3 separate regions of the Mus musculus genome follow, and all the other regions are linked to region 1. A link is a contact called in public promoter capture Hi-C data. All regions are on one chromosome and are shown on one strand. Each heading gives the region's core, a stretch centred on a gene start, on an enhancer-like site or on the middle of the called end of the contact. The rest is flanking DNA. Distances are from core to core; before and after follow the strand shown. Region 1 holds the start of Oaz2 (ornithine decarboxylase antizyme 2). Region 2 holds the start of Csnk1g1 (casein kinase 1, gamma 1). Region 3 holds the start of Pclaf (PCNA clamp associated factor).

The links. Capture Hi-C pulls out chosen DNA fragments and counts their contacts.
Region 2: a contact with region 1 is called in a promoter capture Hi-C map of adipose tissue. The contact joins the promoter of Csnk1g1 here to the promoter of Oaz2 in region 1. A contact is called at or near these places in 11 of 39 promoter capture datasets (the 3T3-L1 cell line, the C10 cell line, the HPC-7 cell line and 8 more), 1 of 15 datasets of contacts at CTCF or cohesin (large pre-B cells), 2 of 484 Hi-C or Micro-C datasets (CD4 T cells and muscle stem cells), 14 of 115 datasets of contacts at active chromatin or transcription factors (the SCID.adh cell line, bone marrow-derived macrophages, craniofacial prominence and 10 more) and 5 of 9 other capture datasets (adipose tissue, embryonic stem cells, liver and 2 more).
Region 3: a promoter capture Hi-C map of adipose tissue shows a contact between it and region 1, with 3 times the contacts expected there. The contact joins the promoter of Pclaf here to the promoter of Oaz2 in region 1. A contact is called at or near these places in 20 of 39 promoter capture datasets (the 3T3-L1 cell line, the C10 cell line, the HPC-7 cell line and 13 more), 3 of 484 Hi-C or Micro-C datasets (B cells, bone marrow-derived macrophages and muscle stem cells), 20 of 115 datasets of contacts at active chromatin or transcription factors (the 230-238 cell line, the HPC-7 cell line, the SCID.adh cell line and 14 more) and 5 of 9 other capture datasets (adipose tissue, embryonic stem cells, liver and 2 more).

What each region holds. Positions count from the first base shown.
Region 1 is chr9:65,674,340-65,679,061 of GRCm38.p6, forward strand. It overlaps Oaz2 (ornithine decarboxylase antizyme 2), which reads left to right and starts at 2,209. Exons shown (of 5, transcript NM_010952.3): 1 at 2,209-2,426. The coding sequence starts at 2,407.
Region 2 is chr9:65,906,781-65,911,502 of GRCm38.p6, forward strand. Csnk1g1 (casein kinase 1, gamma 1) reads left to right here and starts at 2,230. Exons shown (of 14, transcript NM_173185.2): 1 at 2,230-2,388. Trip4 (thyroid hormone receptor interactor 4) reads right to left here and starts at 2,014. Exons shown (of 14, transcript NM_001357872.1): 1 at 1,659-2,014.
Region 3 is chr9:65,888,315-65,893,036 of GRCm38.p6, forward strand. It overlaps Pclaf (PCNA clamp associated factor), which reads left to right and starts at 2,009. Exons shown (of 4, transcript NM_026515.2): 1 at 2,009-2,160; 2 at 2,418-2,495. The coding sequence starts at 2,115. The region is part of intron 1 of Trip4 (thyroid hormone receptor interactor 4); the gene reads right to left.

The DNA of each region.
Region 1 (4,722 bases), core at 959-3,458:
TACATGGTTGGTATCATTGTCATCATGTGCTCTTAGTATTTGTCAACTGATTAATCACAAAGTGGTTTCTTTTTGGTTTTGTTTTGTTTTCTGAGACAGGGTTTCTCTGTATAGCCCTGGCTGTCCTGGACCTCACTTTGTAGACCAGGCTGGCCTCGAACTCAGAAATCCGCCTGCCTCTGCCTCCCAAGTGCACCACCATGCCCGGCAAGGATTTCTGTTTTTTTTCTTCTTCGAGACATGATTTCTCTGTGTAGTCCCAGCTGTCCTAGAACTCACTCTGTAGACCAGGCTGGCCTCAAACTCACAGAGGGCTACCTGTCTCTTCCTCCTGAGAGCTAGAACTAAGGGAATATGCCATTACTGCTCTGCTGAGGTTTTGTTGTTGGGAGCTCGGGGATCGTTTGAGACAGTTTTTCTCTGTGTAGCCCTGGCTGTCTTGGAACTATGTAGAGGCTGGCCTCAACTCAGAGACCTGTCTGCCTCTGCCTCCCCAGTGCTGGGATTAAAGGCGTGTGCCACCATGTCCAGCAAGGTGAGCCAGAGAACAGTTCTGAATATCTAAGGATAACCATGACAGTTCTTTTACCACTTCAATTTTTGTTTTAAGAAAAAGTAAAACGTAGTGTGAAAGCCCCATCCTTCCTTGGTATCCCCATGATCTGAACACTAAAATCTTGTGTGTGCGACAGAATCCTTAGGTCCCAAGGGGCACTGTAGCTTGGCAGTGGAGGTCATGTTGACCACTGCATTTTGGAGTAATACCAAAGTGAAAAAGTACAGGTTTTTCAAGCTGTCTCTTCTGCGTGTTGCTTTCTTTGCAGTGTCCTTCAGACTGAGTACTTACCTCATATTGTGATGGCCTCTCTCTCTGGACAGATTGTGACATCCAAGGTAGGTACATTGCCTGGCCCATTGTGGAAGCTTCCTGGATTCCTGCCCATGCTAGAAGCACATAGTATGTAGCTATTTACTGAACTTTGACTAAATGAACGGATGATTTGAGGTGACCACTGTGGTCTGAGAGTGCATCCTCTCCCTTTCCCTCTGCCCCACCTCTCTCTCTCTCTCTCTCTCTCTCTCTCTCTCTCTCTCTCTCTCTCTCTCCCCTCCCTCCCCCACCCCCAAGATAGGGTCTCACCATGTTACACTAAGCAGCCTGGAACTTGTTGCCTGCGTACTACAAGCTGGCCTTCAACTCACAGAGCCTCACCTGCCCCTGCTTCCTGGGTGCTAAGATAGATAAAGGCTTACACAGTCTCTACTGACTGCAGTCTAAGTTGACTGCACAGGTTTGACAACTAGGGTTCTCCTGTGAGTGTGGCTGGGATTTGGGGGTGTGTGTACATTGCTGCCTGGCCTCTGTGATTAGAGGGCCAGGTAAGACAGTGGCAGTGCACTAGGTGCCTTGCATGATCGATTGAAGCAGCTTGCACCGATTGGCTGGAAGCCACTGTCATTGTACTATGAATTGAAGGAAAAGATCTGTGGGATTAGATTCACACTGGAAATGGTGCTACTCTATGAGGAGTATTCTTCTATTTCAGATTTTGTTTTGTTTAGTGACATGGGTTTACAAATACTATTCTCCGGTTTCGGTTTGGCCACACACCAAAAGCAGCAAGTGCCCAGTGTGGTGAGGCACACTATTTCCAGCACTTGGCAGGACAGGAAGTAAAGGAAGGAGGATGGGGGTTTCCAAGTCATCTTCCAGTGAGTCTGAGGCTAGCCTGAGCTACAAAGACTGTATCAAAAAACAAACAAAAGGCAGACATGAACGAGTGGAGAGGGCTCAGCGGATAAGAGCACCGGTTGGTCTTCAGAGGACTTGGGTTCAATTCCCAGCCTCTACATGGCAGGTCACACTGTCTGTAACTCCTGTGCCAGGGGATCTGACATCCTCATATAGAGATACATGCAGGCAAAACACCAATGTGTATAAAAAATAAACATACATAAATGATTAAGAAAGAACAAAAGCAGAAATGAAGACTGGCCTTAGCCAAGCAGAACCTGAGTTCCTGGCATCGAGAGAGACCTCTTTCCCCTCTTCTCCCTGGCTACCGCCCCTCTTCCCGAGATGATAGCTTGCCCTTAGTACGCCTGCGCCCAGGCGGGGCGGTGCTTCGCCCTTTGTTGTGGGCCCCAGTTTCCCAGGACACCAAGCGGCGCTGGGTGGGGCTATGCAGATGAGGTACTTGGGGGCGGGGCGGTTGCGCGGCGGCGGCCGGGGAGGGTCAGTTGGAGGCAGGCGCTCGCTGAGGCAAGAGGAGGGCACTCGGCCCGCGGCCTGACAGGGACTTAGCCCACAGAGACCGGCCCGCGCGCGCGACCCCACACCCACCCACTCGTCCACCTACCCACTCCCCGCGCCGCCTCCTCCCACCCTGAGCAGAGCCACCGAGGATGATAAACACCCAGGACAGGTAACGGCCCGGCGCAGGCTCCCCGCCCCCATCCTCCCTCCGCAGCTCCAGAGGCCTTCGCACCCCCCCCCACCCCCGCAGCCTGCCCCCAGCCCCCAGGGGGCTCCATCCGCTCCCACTGTTCCTCTCGCCATCCCAGCCACTGCCACCCGAGTCCTGAAATCGGGCCTCCTTCCGTCCTTTAGCCCCCTTCCTCCAGCCCTGCCCATCCCCCTCATCCGGGTTTTCTCCTCGCCCGGAGCCCCCCCCCCCCAAAAAAAAAAAAAAACCTGGACATAGCCAGTCAGTCGCTCCGTTTTCTTAAGCCCAGTGGGACGGTGCCCAGTCCCCCATACTGTGGGCTTTCTCCCACAGATTCCCCGAATTGGTTCTTATCTTCCCTAAATCTTTCTTACTCCTCCACAAGTCACTTAATCGCTTTAAATCCATTCTCTAGTGAAAATTGCTTCCCAGGCAGACTCCTCTCAGCCCTGCCTGGCTGTCCCCAAAGACAAGCTCTGTCCGGCAGTTCTCAACTCAACCCTTTCCCCCTCTTCCCACCTCCTTGGGATGTGCAGTCCCACTCTCTTCCCCACCCTTCTCCAGGTAGGCCCCATTTTCCTGTCTGGGAACCCCCACTCTTTATTTCTCTAACACTATGGAGTCCATTCCTGCCCTCCAGCCTGTTTTTCCAATGATGTTGCCAACACTCTTCTACACACTCTTACCCTTTAAACACTACAAAGTCTCAGTTGGTACTCATCTTACCGCCCCCCCCCTTCTTTAAAATCATTACAATGCCCAACTTAGTCTCTCCCCTTTCCTGGGAAGATCATTAAGTGCTACCCCCTTTTAAATTTCACTCCAGGGCCTCCAAAACCAGATCCTGGGCCTTTGGAAGTTACCTACCTCAAGACCCAATCCCTGTTTCCCCCAGGATTTGAAATGCATTATTCTTTTGAAATGGTGTGGGTTTCTTAACTTTCAACCAAAGTAGGCAGAAGTCATCCCTTTAGTTACCCTCCCTTTTTCCATGTCCTCAGATATCCCACATTTCTGTCCCAGACAGACGCTCTTCTCCAAAGCTATTCCAGAATTTTCTGATCCCTCAGGATTTGTAATGCCACTTGCTTATGTATTATCTTGGCTTTCATTAGCAATTCAGAAATGATTCCTTTGCCTTCCCCTGTAAGGCTCGGTGCTAAACCCTCCAAAACTTTTTTGAAACCCATTCAGTCCCCATACTAGATCTTTTATCTTCACATTGGACTTTTTATAGCCTCTGACCTTGAGTAAGCAGATCCTTTCCTTAAACTGTCAGGATCCCTCCAAAACCAGATGACTTCGTCCTACAAGTCATCTTTCTTGTGGCTGTTTACATAGGGCTCTGCCACTCAAGGGTCCTCTGGAAGCTTGAGCTCCTTTTTCACCAAGTGATCTTGATACTCTCGATTTCCTACTTGATGCTTCTTCCAGCTCCATCTTTTCTCCAGCTGTGTGTTCCTCACATTTCAGTGTGTCTTAAACCTAGCTAGACAAACACAAACCAAAAAACCAGTTATCTGTTCTTTCCTAGATTGCTCCAAATGGCCTAGGGTAGGGCCTGATAAGTGGTGTGTATTTTAAAGCTCTCCAGTTCTCATGTGGAGCCTGGGTTGAAAAATACTCTCAGCCCAAGGAGGCCTTAGCCTTTCTTTATTCCTGCAGTGTTAGCCCCTCTAGTGACAAGTGACTTCTTGGTCTCCTTCTGTTCAGAAAGAAACTTTTAGTCTGATAGTGATGGTGTGCACGACTGTGATCGTAGCACTCAGGTGGCAGAGGCAGGTGGATCTCTGAGTTCAAGACCAGTCTGGTCTATAGATCAAGTTCTATGACAGCTGACAGCCGGGGCTGCACAGAGAAACCCTTTATTATTTTATTTATTTTTTTAAGAACTCTTCTTTACCTTATATATTTATTGCTCCAGTTTTGGCCATTTCTATTCCAACTTCATCTTTTCATATAGGAACCTCACTCACTCCCGATTTCCTGGCTTGTTAAGGTTGTGCTTGAGCCAATGTCACCAAACTACCAAACCTTTGCTGGTAGTCCCATCCTCCTTTTCCCTTTTCCCTTTCTGAGACTCTCCATCTAGGTCCCCAGAGCATTCCATTCTTTGAGTCTATCTTCTTTAACCCAGTCCTTCACAGCTCAGGAGGTGGAGGTGGGTTTATCCTTGGATGATGCAGGATGCAAAAGGTGCTGTTGTGGTCCGGAAGATTGTGTGTGCTGAGGATGGAGAGCAAGGTTGGGGAGTATGTGAGATGGGTTTTTTTTC
Region 2 (4,722 bases), core at 980-3,479, 230 kb after region 1:
AACCATCTGTAATGGGATCCGATGCCCTCTTCTGGGGTGTCTGAAGGCAGCAACAGTGTACTCATACATTAAGTGAATAAATAAATCTTTAAAAAAAAAAAAAAGCTCATGTGGTTATTTAGGACTCAATCCAGATTTTCATATATTAATAGAACAGTGAATTAAAAAACCCCAAGGCTATAGGAAAGGAGCTAAATGCTGCTTGTAAACCACCTCAGGCAGTGGACAGAGAGCTCTGCAGATGAAGGTGCATTTCCACATTAGCTTAAGCTTATGGTTAGTTCTAACTGAATTTTATTTGATGAGGCACCAATTTCTATAGGCCACATTTTTTTAAACCATAAACATGTTCTAGTTCTTTAGATGTATTGTAAACTGTTGCATGTTGGACTTATATTTATTTTAGAATTTAAAGTTTGGAATTTAGACCTGCTGGCAGGTGAAATACTAAACTACTGTAACACTCATCACTGACCCAGATTGTGTGTGTGTGTGTTTGTGTGTGTGTGTGTGTGTGTATTTCCAATTGTATACACGATGATGGTGGGGGTAGGGAATGGAACTATTTTAGACTTAATAACCAACTGCTGGTACATTTGAGCCTAAAGTGGTTTCTTAAAAGCTTTGCAGAGTTGACTGCCTAGGATGGATCAATTTAATGCCATCCTATGAGTCTAGGAAATGAAAAGGCCTAGTGTTACTTTTCAATTACCAAAATTAGTTTTCTGTCTTAGCTGAGGTAAACAACAGTCTACTAATAATTTTGTGACCAATAAAATCGGGTCTTACAGTTGCAAGTGTATCCACTGATGTAGATGAGAAAAATTCAGAAGTTAAAGTTAAAATAGGAAAGCCGGTCCATCCCGGTAGTGAACGCTTTAAATCCCAGCACCTGGGAGAAGAGGAAGGTGGGTCTCTGAATTCAGGGCCAGCCTGGTCTACATAGACATTACCTGATCAGTCATCCAGGGCTTCAAAGTGAGATTCAGACTCAAAAAATAATACAGTCAAGTGATGGTTTTATCCCCCACCCCAGGTTTCTCTAAAAATATAATTACTATAATTATAGGGGTCGTTACAGGGGGTTATTTTGTTGGCTTTGGTCTCCACCATAGTTTTCCAGTTTTTTCAAAGAGTGAACTTATGCCTCGGGTATGTTAGGTAAAATGTTTTAAAACTGGGACTGACCATGTAGTCTAGGCCTTGGAGTTACTATCCTCGCTTTTCCTCTGGAGTCTAAGCATTACAGGTCTGCTTGTCATGTCCAGTAAATGAGTCTCCTTGCCTCCCTTCCTTTCTTCGATGCCTGGGAATCGAACTAAAGACCTTGGGCATGCCAGGCAAGTTTTGTATCACAGACCTAAATCCCCAGCCTAAATGAGGGTTTTTATGGACACCTTTCTTAGTCACCGTATAGGTATGTTGGTTTATTCTGATGGGAGGCTTAGTTGTCTTCCTACTCAAGCGAGATTACCGGCATTCTTTGTCTCCCCCAACTCCCCCGTTTTATGGAATAACAATAATAATATTACTCTGGTCAATTTTCATAGACTCAAATATAGCTAGGTTATTTCCAGGTCACACATAAAAACGTTAAATCCTTAAAAAAAAAAAAAAAAAGAAAAAAGAAAAGACAAGGTAAGACAAAACTTTCTTACCCACTTCACTGTTCGACTTCTGGAGCCGGTTCAGAACGAAATGCATGCAAAAGTCTGGTTGAAACGACAGGAAATCCACCAGAGGGAGATGCTTGCTAGACAGTGAGAAAGAAGCTCCCGCAAGGGGCCTGGAGAGGAGCTTTGGGAGGAGCTGCCGAGATGGCCCAGGATTCCAGGAGGTGTGTGTAGTTTGGAGCTGGTGTCAGAGACCAACTGATGGAAGCAGCTACGTTGGGCCTACTACCTGCTGCAGCGAAGGGTTTACCTGGCCTAACATTGTAAACTAAAGGCCTAAAAACATTTCCAAATGAGAAAACGAAGCTCCCAACCCACTTACCAACAGTCCCCGAAGAAATGGGGGGGGAAGGGGGGTATTTAAAGGCACTTCCGCTTAGCAACCCCACGCTGTTGCTAAGGAGGGGCCGCAGCATTAACGACCCGGAAGTGGTGGTCTGAATTTCACAGCGACGACAGGGGTTTGTCCTATCAGAAGAACGAGGATGCTCTGCGGCTCCAGGAGGTGGGTGGGACCTGCATTAGTACTTCCGGCTTGGCTCGGCCGCCCCTCAACTGGTCTTCCCCCTCCCCTCCGCCTCCTCCGCTCCCTCCGCTCCCTCCCGCTCCTGGGAAAGCAAAGCTGCGGCTTAAGGGGTGGTTGAGAGAAGCAGTAGGCGCCTCGGGGAGGGGACCGCGCCCGCCCCCTTGGAACACTGGAGCACCGCTGATTTAGGTAGGTACTCTGGCTTCGACTGGGTCTGGGAGACTGGAGTCTGAGATGTGTGTGTGTGTGTACGTGTGTGTGTGGGGGGGGTGGGGTGGGGGCTTTAGGAGCCCTTCGCTGGGGCGGGGCAGTGGACTCGGGAATCCCGGGTGGGGCGCGGGCCTGTCCGTGGAGGGTTGCGGGGGCGGGACAGAGGGACCAGGGTCCCTGCGTGCAAAGAGTTGCGGGTTGCGGGTTAGACCCGGTCGCAGGAGGCGCCCTTTCTGAAGCAGGGACTTCGGCCAATGCAGACCGGGAGTTTCCCACCTGGAGTGCCAGCTCCGAAAAGAAGGGGGAGCATCATCCAGGGCCGAAATCAAGGGTATAGACTTGGAGAGGTGACTGTGGTCATCCTGTGCTTCACATTGTCCGCGTCCCGGACTCTCTGTTGGGACAGAGCCGGGCTTCGAGGGCTTGTAAGGGTTTCGTGTCGGCTGGGCACCGTGGAGCCGCCCTTGGCAGAGGTAGGGCAGAAGAGTGGGTAATGAGACCTCCCTCCACCCAACTTCCGTGCGCTTCCCCCGCTTCTTCCTTTATTGCTCTCTCGGCAGGGCGCCCTATAGGAGCGTTGTCCCCTAAGTGGGTACGCATCACGTCGTAAAACAAGAGTGTGAAACTGGGTTTGTTGCCCCCGGATGATTTTTCGGATATTTGCAAAGTGCCAGAATGGCATATTCTAGCAGTCTCCCAGACCGATATGAGTCTGGTATGAATTTTCTTAGAAAATGCAATACTGGAAGGCATCTGACTATATTCAAACGTAGCCTTGTAAATGAGCATGCTTTAAAAAAACCACTAGGAAATCCATATTTAGAGGTCTAGATGAGACATGTTTAGGCAAGCCTTTTTCAACCTCTTTCTCACCTGCCAGTAATCCTTTTGTGGTTTAAACGAATTAGAAATGCTATCTTCATTTTGTTTAAGTGACTGAATTGTAGGAAGTATAGTATATGTCTTAGAAGAACTAGTGAACATTTAGAGAGACAAGGGACAAGAGTCCCTTTCCAATGATTGAACTCTCTCTTAATCTTTTAAGGAGATAATTATGTTCAAGTGGAAGTATTGGCTTTGAGAAAGATAATTCTGGGAATGAACCCGCCTTTGCCTCTTAACTAGTTGTTGACTTTGGTCAAGTCACAGACTAACAGTTTCAGCCTCTTCACAAGGAGGAATTAAATTCTAGTCAGTGTCAAAAGAGAGGTGATTACTTATATAACTCCATTTAAAACAAGCACCTTTGAATTTCAAGGTTGTCATTAGTCAACATAGTTAAGGGAGCCCAACTTAGTGGAAGGGGATTTTTGAAAAAGAAACTGATAATATTCAAATAGTATACGGCAGGAATTCGAGGTTTGGGTTTTTTGTTGTTGTTGTTGTTGTTGTTGTTGTTTTGTTTTTGTTTTTGTCTCACACACACACACACACACACACACACACTCACGCTCTGGCTGGCCTGGAAGTCACTCTGTAGACCAGGTTGTATTGTACTCACAGAGCTCCGCCTGCCTCTGCCTCCCCAGTGCTGGGATTAAAGGCATGCACCACCACTGCCCGGCTTTATTATTCTTTATTTTGTAGTTCTGAGCATTCAGTTCAGAACGGTCTCACACAGTTTTCACTATTGAGATACAACTTTAGATCCTAGAAATTGATCATATGTAGCATAAAATGCAATTATCAATAGTTTCCTAAAGCCCATATTAAGTACAATATGTTTATTTTTTTGAAATGACCAAAGTACATTTTATAGGTTCTTCTCAGATAATCTTTATGCTGTTAGATATAGCATGGATTGAAATAAAAAACATAAGTAACTTACTTAAATCTTAAATCACGTGTCTTCTTAATGGAAGTTAAACTTGGGGCATAAAATAGTAATTGTAAGGTCAACATCACTTGCATGACCCATCTTAGATTATAAGATTAGCAAAACTTAGTTTTGTTTTGTTATTTTGAGACTGACTTATCATGTAAACTCAGGCTGGCCTTGATCGTGAGATACTCTTTCCCCTGGAGTGTTGGGGTTACAGCTGTTTGATAATTCACTTGACTTCTAGAAAATTCTTATATAAACTATAAAATGAATAAATGAAAATACAATAAATTCCTCCTTCTAAATCATTAGTAATCAGAATGTAGAAATGATTTTAGAAAATGAAATATTGACATATGCTTACTTGCCTTGTGGATTTAAAATTGTAGTTCTTTGTAGCCTGTTTGTTTGTTTGAGACAGGGTTTCTCTGTGTAGTCCTGGCTGTCCTGGACCCTTGGTAGATCAAGATGGCCTTGAACTCACTGAGATC
Region 3 (4,722 bases), core at 759-3,258, 210 kb after region 1:
TAATGAGATCTGACATCCTCTTCTGGTATGTCTGAGACAGCTACAGTGCACTTAGATATAATGATAAGTCTTTTGGGCTGGAGAGAGCAGGGGCAAATAGAAGGAGTGGGGTCGTTTGACCAGGGTGAGGAGAGGCCCTGAATTCAATTCCCAGCAACCATCTGTACAGCTACAGTGTACTCACATACATAAAATAAATAAATCTTTAAAAAAGAAAAACAAAAACTGAAAAGAAACACTTCATTTTCATGAGGGTGAATGACAAGAATGGAATGTCTGTTGATTGACTTGTTGATTTTATGTGAGAATTTGGCAGTAATTTAACACTCCAGAGTAAGATAAACTACAGGCAATTGCTAAGATTATAATGTTAATTTAATGACTGCCTAAACCTTTTCATTATTTTCACTTGAGTTGTTTGTCTAGTTGTTTGGTTGTTCCATTTTCTTTTCTTTGTGTAGCCTTTGCCTTCCTGGAGCTGATTCTGTAGAGTTCCAGGACAGCCTTGATTCACCTGCCTTTGCCTCCTGAGGGTTGGGATTGAAGGCCTGCACCACAGCCTGGCTCCTTTTTTCTTGATGATTTATTTTATGTGCATTGATTCCCATCTTGCCTGAGTGTGTCTGTGTCAATGTGTCAGATCCCCTGGAGCTGGAGTTACAAACAGTTGTGAGCTGATATGGAGGTGCTAGGAATTGAACCTGTGTACTCCAGGGTCCCTGGAAGAGTAGCCAGTTCTCTTAACTGCTGAGTTACCTCTCCAGCTCCTGTTTTTTCGGTCTAGCTCTTTCCTTTCCTTCCTTCCTTTCTTTTTTTAAATAAACGATTTATTTTAATTTTATGTGTATTGGCATTTTGCCTGCCTGCATGTCTGTGTGAGGGTGCCAAGTCACTTGGAGCTTGGTTACTGCCATGAATGAACTGCCATGCTAGTGCTAGGAATTGAACTGGGTTCCTCTGAAAAAGCAGCAATACTCTCAACTACTGTGCCCCTTTTCTTTTCTTCCTTTCTATATTTTTTTCTTTTTTCTAAAATATTGTGATCTAGCCCAGACTGGCAAGGAACTCACAATTTCCCAGTCTCTCTGCCTCCTCAGGGCTGAGATTACAAGGTGCAGTAGGCCTGGCTTTAAAATCTTTAAATTGAATATACTATTAATTGTTGATTTGGTTAAGGCCCTGAATAGATTTCATTGCTGTTCAAGCATAATTCACTGCAGAAAAGTAGTTCTGTAACATGCTGAAGGGTCATCTTTTAAACAAGCATTAACAGACAGCATTCTGCAGCAAGCACATACGGTTTTGTTTCGTGCATGGCATTCAGAACAAACACAAATTCTTAGGAATATTGTAATTTGAAATATGGGTCAGACAATATGATCTCTTTTTTGCAGGGTTATCCTCACGTGGGTTGGTGCTGTGACCCTTTTACATTTGGCATTTAAAAAATTCTTTGGCCATGTTTTTTAAATTTTATTTACTTATTTTTATATGTGTATGGACAATTTGTCCTAATTTTTTGTCTCATGCGATCTGAAAACGGTTTTTAAAACACTGTAAACTAAATAAACTAAATTGAGTTTTCCTTTCTCCCGCCTCAGAAAGTTGTTTTAGAACACAGTAGGGTTCATCCTTAGGATACTAAACTTTAGTTATGATTTACATAGAAAAGTCCACTTAATTTTCACTTTCAGTGTTTAATTATCATGGATTTAACTCTGGTAACTTTTGAAGAAATTTTACAATCCCTATCTCTACTTGGTTTTATTTTGGCTAGTTCACAACCTATCTACCTCACCTCCATACTTCGTGCCCCCCTCTTCCCCCACCCAGAGTCCTAGCACCGCCTACCAGGGAGGTACAAATCACGACCACTGGGGCTGATGGACTGACTGGCCAGCAAAACCTTAAGTCTCGAGGCTGTCACTGCTGGACGCTGTCAATTGGTCCAGAGTGAAGGCGCGGAACCAATAAGAATCGAGGTTCTCAAGCGCTTGGAGCGCGCGGGAAAGAGACCCATTTAAACGGTGGCGGGAACATCATTTTCGGGTTCTTCTCTAATTGAGACATCTGCAGTTGGGGTGACGGTGAAAGTTGTCTCTTCTTGTGTGAACATGGTGCGGACCAAAGCAAACTACGTTCCAGGAGCCTACAGAAAAGGTAAATGATGCAGCGAGGTGGCAGGGGGTTCCCTAGGCAGCCTGTCCAGGGGTGGAGACGCCCATGGCTGCCTCCCATTGAGCAGCTAGAAGGCAGGCTCCCGGCCCTCACTGCTAATAAGCTGCAGAGAACAGGCAAGGTCGTTTGCTGCTGTTCATCTCCCTCCTCTTTACTGGCCTGGGACTGTTGTAGAACAAAGCTCGGGGATCCGAACCCTCCTGCCTTTTCTGAACGCCCCTATTTATCTCTCTCTGCAGCGGTGGCTTCTCAAGCCCCTAGGAAGGTGCTTGGCTCCTCCACCTTTGTCACCAATTCTTCAAGTTCGTCGAGAAAAGGTAGGAAGGGTCGTGGAAGCTTCTGAAGTAACACCCCGAGAGCATCAGGCCGGGCAAGGCAGTACTAACCTGTGTGGTCCTGACCCGCGGTGGATTTATTTTTACTTAGTTTCCTTCCTCTGGAATTTGTTTCCGTTGACATTCTCACACCTAAATTTCTTTCTCGCCCTCTAAGGGAGCCTTAGTCTTTCAGCAGGCTTGGATGGGGGTGAGGGTCCAATGGAAAATTCATGTCTTGGTGGTGAGGGGCAGTATATTTTTAAACTTTTTTTTTTCTTTTCTGAATGGTGTTTTAAAAATTGTTAACAGTTACTATTTTCTTGGAGGCTACTTAAGTGTCTCCTCATTAGATTTATGGTGATGATTGACTGTACTACCGCGTTTCCGGTTGGGGGATGTATGTGAGTGTCTGTTTGACCATGCATGCAATCTTTGGGAACTGAACCCTGGGCCTTCCTTGCCCATGTTGAACAAGTACCCTACCGCTGAGCTAACCACACTGCCCCAGATTGGTTTGCTTTTGTCTCTGCTTTTCCCTCCTCCTCTACTCCCCAGTTCTTCCCCTATCCGACCTTCCTTTTTAACTCTCTCCTCCCTTTTGTTCTCCCTCCTTCCCTCCCTTTTCCTTCTTCCAAGGTCTCATGTAGCCCAGGCTGGCCTCAACATTTTTATGTACAAAGAACACCTTTGAACTCCAGATCCTTCTGCCCTCCATCTCCCCACTGCTGGAATAACACACACACACACACACACACACGTTCTCATGTAATTCAGGGTAGCCCCAAACTTGTTACGTAGCTAAAGCTGGCCTTCAACTTCTGATCTCTCTGTCTTTAAGATCTTCAATTTAGGGGATTAGCAGGTCAAACTTGGGTTTCCAGGATTGTAGGTGAGATTCACCATTCTCCTGTTATATTTTTTAAAGGGGCAATTTTCTCTGAATTTTGATTTTACATTCCTATATTAAAATATAACCAGGAATGGTATTTTTCTTATGCAAAGGAGCCAGCAGCTTTGAAAAGTAGGATTTACTCTTATAGAAAGCTTAACATTTCCCCTTCCCCAGGTATTGGGGATTGAATCTATGGCCTTGGGCATTTCAGGCAGAGTCCATTGCTGAACTGTGTTCTTAGCTCTATCTGTAATGGGGAGAGGGCTTGGGATTGGAGTTTCAGTAACCTGCCTGCGTTGGCTTTGTGCTTGCTTGGTAATACACGCAGGTTTTGAACTTTGGATCCTTCTGCTTTGTCCTCCCAAGTAGCTGAGCTTATAGGCCTCTGCCACTAGCCTGGCTCACAGTGTATATATTTTTTAACTAAATAACCTAATCGTTCTAAGAAACATACCTGAGTAGTAGGGCACTTGCCTAGCACATGATTCTGGGTTCAATCTCTGAACCAAATTTACACTCATAAACCCTCATAAATTAATAAATAAACAAATTATAAATAAATCTGCTAAATTAAATTTGGACAATTTATCTTATATGGCACAAACGTATATTAAGGAAAAATACATTTTATAAAATGTATTATTGTTGCTACGGGGGTGTATATATGTGTTGTGGCACGAATAAGGTCTGAAGACAACTTCTGGGAGTTGGTTTTCTACTTCTACCTTTATGTGGTACCTTGAGATTGGATTCAGGACATCAGGCTTCTGTATCAAGGGATTAATATATAAATGTGTGTGTGTGTGTGTGTGTGTGTGTGTGTGAGACAGAGACAGAGACAGAGACAGAGACAGACAGACACCTGTGTATGGGTACCTGACATTGGATTCTATGGAGCTGGAATAATGAGCAGTTGTGAATTACCTGATACGGGTGTTAAGAATCAAACTCTAGTCTTCGTTATTTAAGATTTTATGAGTATTTTGCTCACTGTTTATCTGTGTACTACATGTGTGCCCATATAGGCCAGAAGAAGGCATCAGATTTTCAGGATTGGAGTTATGAAGATTTCAAGACACTGTGTGGGACTGGAACCTGGGTAATCTGCAAGGAAAACGCGTACGCTTAGCTGCAGAGCCCTTTCTCCAGCTCAACTCTCGCATTCTGAGAGGCAGCAAGTGGTCTTTGCCACTGAGTATCTCTCCAGTCTAAATTACGATAGAACACGTTAATACCTGGACTATGATGCTAAAGACTGGCAGTGCCAGGGCTGGAGAGATGGCTCAGAGGTTAAGAGCACTGGCTGCTCTTCCAGAGGTCCTGAGTTCAGTTCCC